2 separate regions of the Mus musculus genome follow, and region 2 is linked to region 1. Evidence: chromatin contacts called from public Hi-C data. All regions are on one chromosome and are shown on one strand. The core of a region is the stretch at or near the end of the contact, and the rest is flanking DNA. Distances in the headings are between cores, read along the strand shown. Region 1 overlaps Slc18b1 (solute carrier family 18, subfamily B, member 1). Region 2 has its middle 9.2 kb from the start of Vnn1.

The links. A called contact is a pair of places that touch in the nucleus more often than the background predicts.
Region 2: a Hi-C map of liver shows a contact between it and region 1, with 4 times the contacts expected there. The contact joins two enhancer-like sites. A contact is called at or near these places in 2 of 39 promoter capture datasets (embryonic stem cells and liver), 12 of 484 Hi-C or Micro-C datasets (8-cell embryo, the AML12 cell line, Sertoli cells and 6 more), 2 of 115 datasets of contacts at active chromatin or transcription factors (bone marrow-derived dendritic cells and trophoblast stem cells) and 2 of 9 other capture datasets (adipose tissue and liver).

What each region holds. Positions count from the first base shown.
Region 1 is chr10:23,809,368-23,813,715 of GRCm38.p6, forward strand. It overlaps Slc18b1 (solute carrier family 18, subfamily B, member 1), which reads left to right. Exons shown (of 14, transcript NM_183116.2): 6 at 1,422-1,578. Among named protein-coding and RNA genes, the nearest start is that of Slc18b1, 15 kb to the left of the region's middle. Within about 2 kb of position 2,939, at least 42 of the 459 cell types and tissues checked have an H3K27ac peak or open chromatin away from gene starts, as enhancers often do. A contact at or near this core is called in liver, where this site is marked.
Region 2 is chr10:23,883,184-23,887,776 of GRCm38.p6, forward strand. No RefSeq gene overlaps it. Among named protein-coding and RNA genes, the nearest start is that of Vnn1, 9.2 kb to the right of the region's middle. Within about 2 kb of position 1,913, at least 9 of the 459 cell types and tissues checked have an H3K27ac peak or open chromatin away from gene starts, as enhancers often do. A contact at or near this core is called in liver, where this site is marked.

The sequences.
Region 1 (4,348 bases), core at 1,689-4,188:
ATCTCTCCAGCCCCCTTTTCTTTGCACAGTTGATGACATACTCTTCACACTATTTAACACCTCACTAATTTTACTGATAAACTCACATTGGTGGCTACAGTATCTAGTTATAAAACCCATCCATTCTCTCTTTACTGGCTGTGTACACTTACACCGCATAGATATCTCCTAGTTAATTAAAATGCTAGTGAATATTTACATCATTTGCATCTTTTGTTCCTTTGTTTAGAACAGGGTCTCATTTAGGCCAGGCTTGCTAGAACTCTCAACAGTTGACCTTGAACTCCTGGTTTTGGTGCCTGAAACCTTTCTCTTGGGTGCTGAGATCACAGGTGTCTGCCACTGCACCTTGCTTCACATTGCAAACAGTGCTATAGTATCAGTGTGTGAACCAACATCTCTCTCTCTCTCTGTATAAACTGTGAAGTGACATTTTTAAAAGTAGTACTCTCATAATTCTGTTTTTGCTTACATTTTTGAGAATTTCTACATGAGTACAATATATTTGTATAATTTCCACTCCTTTTCCTTAGTTTACTGCTTTGTGTGTGTGTGTGTGTGTGTGTGTGTGTGTGTGTGTGTGTAAACACAGCTTCCACCAAGTTCATCTAGTGTTGCTCATACGTCTCTATGCTCAGCCCTGACCACAGTTGGATAACCAACCCGGGGCTCCCCCTGGAGGATACTGATTCCCTTTCTTAGCAGCCATTGGTTGCCTATAGTGCTCACCTGGGGATAAAGCTCTGTGAGATTTCTCCCATCCACGGGCACGTCAGTCAGTTAGTGTAGTCACTATGCTGGTCTTCCTCAGGTAACTGTATTGTTGGGATGTCATGGATGCAACTTCCCTGTCTCATGCAGAGGACACTCTCTCATCGCAGATGTCCTGGGCCTCTGGCTCTTTCCATCTTCTGCCCCTATTCCTTGGTGCTCCCTGAGACGTAGGTATATGGGTTGTAGTGCATGTATATCAGTTGGTGTTGAACACCCTGTGACCAGTTGTATTTTACATTTTGACCAGTTGTAGATTTCTGTAATGGGCTCCAGCAGCTTAGAAAAGAAACGTCTTTGATGAAAGGTGGGAGGTGCACTTCCCTGTGGATGTACGGACAAATATTTCAAATGTGGTTACAAACTATACTGCTTTAGGAAAATGGCAGTTACCAGGGTCTATTTCCATGTCTATGGCCTTACCAGCCACAGGGAGGCTAGCTAGGTTTACAGGACCAGGCATTTTGAGATGGGGTCTTACTATGCCACCCTTTCTGGCCTGGGACTCATAGACATCTACCTGCCTCTACTTCCCAAGTGCTGACATTAAAGGTCTGTGTCATCATGCCTGACACTAGTAATTCTTCATCTAAAATACATGAGCTAAATCCTCGTTTCATTTTTGTTTTTTGTTTTTTTTTTACTTTTAGGGAAGTCTTGAGGTTTTTTCTGGACTGGGGCTGGTAGCAGGCCCCCCTTTAGGTGGCCTTTTGTATCAATCCTTTGGCTACGAGGTACCCTTTATTTTTCTGGGGTGCATAGTCCTGCTGATGATACCACTCAACCTATACATTTTGCCTAGTTATGGTAAGTTCAAACTTAATACTCGCTTTAGACCTTTTATTTTATTTGTATGTCTTTGTAAAGGATACATTACGGTATGTTGGCTTTTAGTTAATGTAATCAATGATACCTCTTTTGCCACACCCTCAAAAACTGGCTCTCTTTCCTAAAACATGGGTAATTAATTCATGAGAACTTTTGCTTACAGAGGACTAGGGATAAAGCTCAATTAGCAGACTACTTGCATCAAGTCCTAGGTTTGCTCTCTAGCTCCACACAAAGAGAACGATGGTGGTGCTCATCTTTAAAGCACCTCAGCTATAGGGTGAGTTTACGGCCAGCCTAGGTTGCATGAGGCCCTATCTTCAAACAAACAAACAAACAAACAAATAAATAAATAAAAGCATATCACAAAAATTTCTAGGTTTTAGGAGGATCAAAATACTTAATTTCTCCTCACAAGCCATTGCCATTGGGCTGAACTAAATCACCAGAAACTGCTGTGGGCAACACATTTTGTCTACAAAGCAGTAAAAGCAAGGTGAGATCCCTATAAGTTCTAGGCCAATGTGGCTTTAGGTTCTTTTGTTGTTTTTTTTTTGGGGGGGGGTGGGGTGGGGGTGGGATGGGGTGGTTGAGACAGGGTTTCTCTGTGTAGCCCTGGCTGTCCTGGAACTCACTTTGTAGACCAGGATGGCCTTGAACTCATAAATCTGCCTGCCTCTGCCTCCCAAGTGCTGGGATTAAAGGCGTGTGTCACCACCCCCCCCCCCCCCCCCCCCCCCCCCCCCCGCTCGGCTTGTTGGTTTGTTTTTAATACGGTCTCACTATGTAGCCCTGCCCACCCTGGAACTCACACGCCCAGAGATCTTCCTGCCTCTACCTTTCCCAACTCTAGGTTCTAGGTCAACTTTGTGTACTTAGTGAGTTCCACGCCATCCTGGGCACAAAGTGACACGTTTGTTTTTCACTCCGTGAGTTTCTTTGAGATACATCTCAAACAAACTAAAACATTCAGTGTAGCCGGTCAAGGCCAATTATTCCTTCCCAGTGGGCCTTCTGCTTGTCTGGAGCAGTAATAGTTACAAGGACACAGTAAGATAATAGTTCCTGGCACAGTAAAGGAATCATTCCGGGTCAAAGTTTCCATCCCCACATAAATCACTAATCACAGTGATAAGCAGCTGCATACTGTCATGGTTAACTGATAGGAGCTAACCAGGGCAAGGAGCACAGAACACTTTGGGCCATCAGGTTCTTAGCTGTGGCTCATTGGTAGTTCCCTTTGGTCCAAATGAAACTTACTAGCCAGGTTATGTACATTGTAAGCATTGATTCTTAGTAGGGTAGTCAACTTGTATTCTTGCTAGGTTACTATGGGGAACTGGGGAGAACAGAGCCAGCGAGGCAATACCACAGTAAACCACAAGGTGGTGCTTATCCTCTTTGCAAGTGTAAGGAATCAGTTTTTTGTTTGTTTGTTTTGTTTTATGTTGTTTTCCCTTCGTTTAGCATCCTGGGCTATGTCCAGGTATGATGGCTAAACAGTCAGCAACAGACCTGGGGAGATGGGTCAGCAGTGAAGAGCATTGGATGCTCTTGTAGAGGACCTAGGCTCAATTCCCAGCAACTACATGGTGGCTCACAGCAGCCATCTGTAATGGAATCTGATGCCCTCCTTCTAGTGTGTGTCTGAAGACAGCTGCAGTGTCCTCATATACATAAAAAAAAAAAAAATCTCAAAAAAAAAAAAAGAAAGAAAAAGAAAAAAAGAAAAGAAAAGAAAGGGGTTAGATTCTCATGTAGCAAAAGGAAAAAAAAAACTCTTTATTACATTAGGAAATGAGAAAAGATAGCTAAGACAGGCTAATTAAAACTGGAATTTAAAAAAATCCCTAAGGTCGATAATATTAAGTTTGGAGTGTTCCTAAATAAGTGCACTCTTACAGTTATTGAAAGTTTTAATGCCATTGAAAGTTTTAGGATAGATGTTACAGGAAATCTCCAACCCAAATAAACCCACGCAAAGAAAACACGACTCAGTTAATATGAATAAAACTGCATGCCTAGATTGGGCAGATCTGCCGCTACACTACCATCTTCCTCATCTGTGAGACCCCTTATTTGCTTGTGGTTCCTCCAGGCCACGGGCTTCTGCTCCACTTTCCTTCCACCCCCTCTGTCGTCCTCTCTTCTCCCTCTCCTCCATCTCGCCCAAACTTTCAGCTCCACCTTCTCTTCTCCTGCCCAATCACAGGCTCTAGCCTTTGTTTTACAAATTAAGTAGGGGGGAGGACTCATTCGTGTCCTAAGCCCCTCCCTGGAGAGTGGAATTAGCATCAAAATACAAGCAGTCCCTGGGCCATCAGCAACTGTAATGAAGTTGTCTTTTGTTTTGACTTGTGAGCAGTTAGAATCCTGTGTTCAATACCTGCTGCTCATTCCTTCCACCCCCATGGCCCGCCATACTTAGGCTACTTAGCATTGTGTGTTAGGAGTCCTTGACCCATTTCCATATCTGCTCTCCAGTTGTTCCCTGATGTCCTGTTCTAACAGTCATGGCATGCCACGCCTCTCATTAAAACCCTCAACCTGAGAATCTGAGGAGCCTGCTTTACACCATGGTGACAGGAGGATCTATGGAGTTACACAATAGTCCCACCTCCTTTGTGGGCCACATACTACAAGACCAGAGCACACATCAAGCCCACTTCTACTAAGTTTTGATGTGTGCACACATACTTACGGTAAAGTTTAATTTAAAATTAGGCACAGTTAAGAGATTAACAATATG
Region 2 (4,593 bases), core at 663-3,162, 73 kb after region 1:
GTGCAGAAGAGGTCTGTCATTGGACAGGGAAAGGGACACAGCACTAAGAGTTGCAGAGACAGGGAGCTTTCAGGGTAGGAGGAGAAGGAAGATGGCTGCGGACGGGAACATGCATGGCGTTTACCAGCCACATGCAGTTGTGGTATCGTAAGGTTAGATTTATTGGGATAAAGCTTTATCATTATCAATTAACTCTGAAATTATTGTATTTACATCTTATAAATTATGATATTATTGATACATAAATCTGTTTGGTTAATTAAGCTTTAAGAGTCCCGATTTTACCTGGTTACTGGGTATTGTGATATGTAACCGTGAGGTTGGCGGTTCCATTTAGTTACTGGGGTGTGGGATCATCGATGACATGGGTTTATGGCTGAGGAAGAACTAGTGGCTCCTGGGACAAGCAAGCCAGATGCTGCAGGTGCTAGCTGGCGAGAGTTGCTGGTGGCAGCAGGAGCGTGGGAGCGTGGTCCGGCCCGGCGGAGAGCTGGCAGGTTTGGGGCTGGCCTGGGCTACATGACACTTTGTTCCAAACGCAATAACAAAGAAGAACTGATAGGCTGAGTTAAGCAAGGGTCTACTTTCGGTAGATGCTATGTTTTGGGTATAAAATGCACCCCACCCCACCTTATGTGCTTTAACTCAGTTCTCAGCAGGCAGCAATGTTTTGGGTGGTTGTGGCACCATTAGGAGACAGGACATGGATAACTGGGTTCCATAATAGGACATTGGAAATGGGTGAGCCTTGAGGGTTACAGCCTTGGGGTACATTTCTAGCCTGAGCAATCTATGCTTTTTAGTCAGATGACATGTGAGCAAGTGGCCTCATGGGCCTGCCTCCTGACAGAAAACCTTATCTTCCCAGCTATGATAGCCTCTAAACAGGGAGCACAAGGAAAAGTGGCTAAAGAAACAGTAAATCACGTATCAGTAGCTGGCACCCAGTCTTTGGAAGGCAGAGGAGCCGAAAACAGGTTTTTCTGCCTGTGTGAGCTGGTGCTCAGGCCTTTATGTCTAGATTGAAGTCGACACCATGAACATTCAAGTTGTTAGGCCTTCAGACTATGTCTTTGTCCTTCATAGTCTCTAGCTGTTAGATAGTAGATCATGATCCTTCACAGTAGCCACAATTGTGTGGGCTACTATTTTATAAATAACTCCCCTTCTCTCTCTCTCTCTCTCTCTCTCTCTCTCTCTCTCTCTCTCTCTCTCTCTCTCTCTCTCTTTCTCTCTTTCTTCCATCCTTTTGACTTATTACTGCCTTAATTAGGGTTTCTATTGTGGTAAAGAGACACTGTGACCAAGGCAACTCTTACAAAGGACAATTAATTGAGGCTGCTTACAGTTCAGAGGTTCAGTCCATTATCACCATGGTGGGAAGCAAGGAGCTGAGAGTTCTACATCTTGATCCACAGGCAGCAGGAAGAGAGAGTGAACCACTGGGCCTGGCTTAAGCTTCTGAAACCTCAACATCTACCCCCTGAGATACACTTCCTCCAACAAGGCCACAATAATAATGCCACTCTCTGTGAGTCTGTGGGGGCCATTTTCATTTAAACCACCACAATTACTCTTCCTTCCTTCCCTCCCTCCCTCCCTTCCTCCTCTCATGAATCCTAATATACATAATTTATAAATATACAAGGTGAGTTTTGTATACACAAAGAGGCATTGACCTTAAAGAACAAGGGTATCAGGTAACTATGAATACTTTATGGTTAAGCAAGTTGTTCATAGCCTATAAGTTAGTAATAAAGAAACAAATTGTCCCTTTCAGAACCCTCTCTCTCTCTTTTTTTTTCTGAAGCTACTGTAGTCCAAATTTCCTGACTCCACTGAATCACAGCACTCAGGGATTTACTGTGGCTTGTGGTTGTTCAGAGCTTCCTGGCAGATACCTCACCTTTCCTCTAGTTACCTTTCGCTTGGTCCTGAGAGTCTATTTCCAGGTTGATCATTGATTAACTTAGGAAAGAGTTATTGGTTTTTTTGTTCAACTAAAAACAGATGACAGTTGAGGTTCACTGAATTCAGAGACACCTCTGATCCCTACAGAAAATGACAGAGAACTTTTAGACTTTCTTAAGTGTTTTTTTTTTCTTTTCATTCACTATCACTTACTTCAGTACCTAGAAGTCAGCAACCATTTGGGAAATAGAAAATGCTTTTTGGTATGTCAAGTCCCATTATTCTTCAGTTCTTTCTGCAGGAGCTATATGGTCCTCAGCTCTAAGCATAGCAGGAAACTAAGGCTTTGATTCCTTTTCAAATTCCTTTCTTGTGGATGCATGTGAGTTTCGTCTAGACTCCTTTGGGTCCTAGACAATTATCTGGAGTGAGTGCATCACAGTGATCTCAACTTCCTCAATATTGAGCAGCTTGTTACATACACAAAAATTGAAGACTACGTTAAACTCAGACCTTAGAATCATTTCTCAGCTGTTTTGTTTTGTTTTGTTTTGTTTTCGTATGGAAGTTTGAATAAAAATGACCTCCATATGGGCACAGAGCAGGTATAGCCTTATTGGAGGAGTTGTGGCCTTGATGGAGGAGGTGTGGCCTTGATGGAGGAGGTGTGGCCTTGATGGTGGAAGTAACTCCCTGGCTGTGGGCTTTGAGGTTTCAAAAGCCCAAGCCAGACCCAGTATCACTCTCTTCTTTCTGCCTGTGGAACCAGATGTCCAACTCTCAGCTACTTCTCCAGCACCATGTCTACCTGCATGACACCATGCTTTCTGCCTTGATGGTAATGGGCTAAGTAAATCTCTGAGCTGCAAGTTGGCCTCAACTAAATGTTTTCTTTTGTATGAGTTGCATGGTCACTTTGTCTCTTCACAGCAATAGAAACCCTAAGACAGTTGATTATTTTAGAAATAGTCTCACTACATAGGCCTAGATAGCTTAGAACTCACCATGGAGACCATCCCGGCCTTGGACTCATAGAAGCCAGCTTACCTCTGTCTCCCAAACACTGGGATTAAAAGTGTTCACCACCATGCCTCGCCTCATTTCTCAGCTCTTGCTCATCATGACAAAGCAACTGAAATCTTGAAACTACCTTGCCCCCACGACCAACACAGACACATATACCACAGTGAGGTTTATCTTGCACCACACCCTACCCCACTGCCAACATACACCACAGTTATGTTTACCTCTGCAACCCCACCCCACCCCCCTGCCAACACCAACACATGCAACACAGTTAGACTTTTCACTTTATTTATCATGACTTACAAATGAAGAGTTTTACCAGAAGTGATGGTTCATGTTTTTAATTTCAGCACTAGAAAGACAGTGGTGGTTGGATTTCTGTGAGTTCAAATCAGCCTGGTCTATCAGTGAGTTCCAGGGAAGCCAGAAGTACATAATGATGACCAGTTTCACCCCCTATACCTACCCCCCTGAGTCCAGCAAAACAAATAAAAAGAAAATTGTCAGGTGTCTTAGTCAGGGTTTCTATTCCTGCACAAACATCATGACCAAGAAGCAAGTTAGGGAGGAAAGGGTTTATTCAGCTTACACTTCCATACTGCTGTTCATCACCAAGGAAGTCAGGACTGGAACTCAAGCAGGTCAGAAAGCAGGAGCCAATGCAGAGGCCATGGAGGGATGTTCTTTACTGGCTTGCCTCCCCTGGCTTGCTCAGCCTGCTCTCTTATAGATCCCAAGACTACCAGCCCAGAGATGGTCCCACCCACAAGGGGCCTTTCCCCCTTGATCACTAATTGAGAAAATGCCTTACAGCTGGATCTCATGGAGGCATTTCCTCAACTGAAGCTCCTTTCTCTGTGATAACTCCAGCTGTGTCAAGTTGACACAAAACTAGCCAGTACAGTCAGGTCTAGTGGAAATTCCCCAAACTCTTATTTCTCCTAATTCCAAAGGCAGTCCACATATCCAGAAATGGGCTCAACCTAGACCATAGAGGACTTCTGGAGGTTAGATAAAAGCCAGCGTTTCCCCAGGGACTGTGAAGCTAGTTCCTCTCTACCAAACGGTCATTTTCCTTATCTCTGGCAGAAGGGACATATGGTGACCTTTGGTGCCTATTAGAATGTCAAACCTCATGCTGGTCTCTAGGCTCCCTCAGTATCTCAAATACTTGTTACTCATCTTAAACTCCATGTCATTTCTCACCTCCTCCCTTTCTCTAAACTCCCTCCAGCTCAGACGCTTCCTTGCCCCCAGCTACCCATCCTTCATATAACCCTGCTTTCTCTCTCTTTCTCTTCCTCTCCTATTGTGTTCTCTATCTCATGTTACTCTCCCCTTTCTCACAGATAGCCCTGGCTATATTCAGTCCTCCTCTTTCTCTCTCTGCTCTGGACTCTTCTGTTACCTTCCTCATATCTACAATAAAACCTTCCCCTTGGTGCTGGTTTGAATAGGAATGGCACCCATAGACTCATGTGTTTGAACGCATGGCCCATAGGGAGTGCCACTATTAGGAGGTCTGGCCTTAAATGTGTCACCGTGTGAGTGGGCTTTGAGGTACCATGTGATCAAGCTACACCCAGTGTGGCACACAGTGTCCTTCTGCTGCCCACAGATTAAGACGTAGAACTCCCAGCTCTCCAGCATCATGTC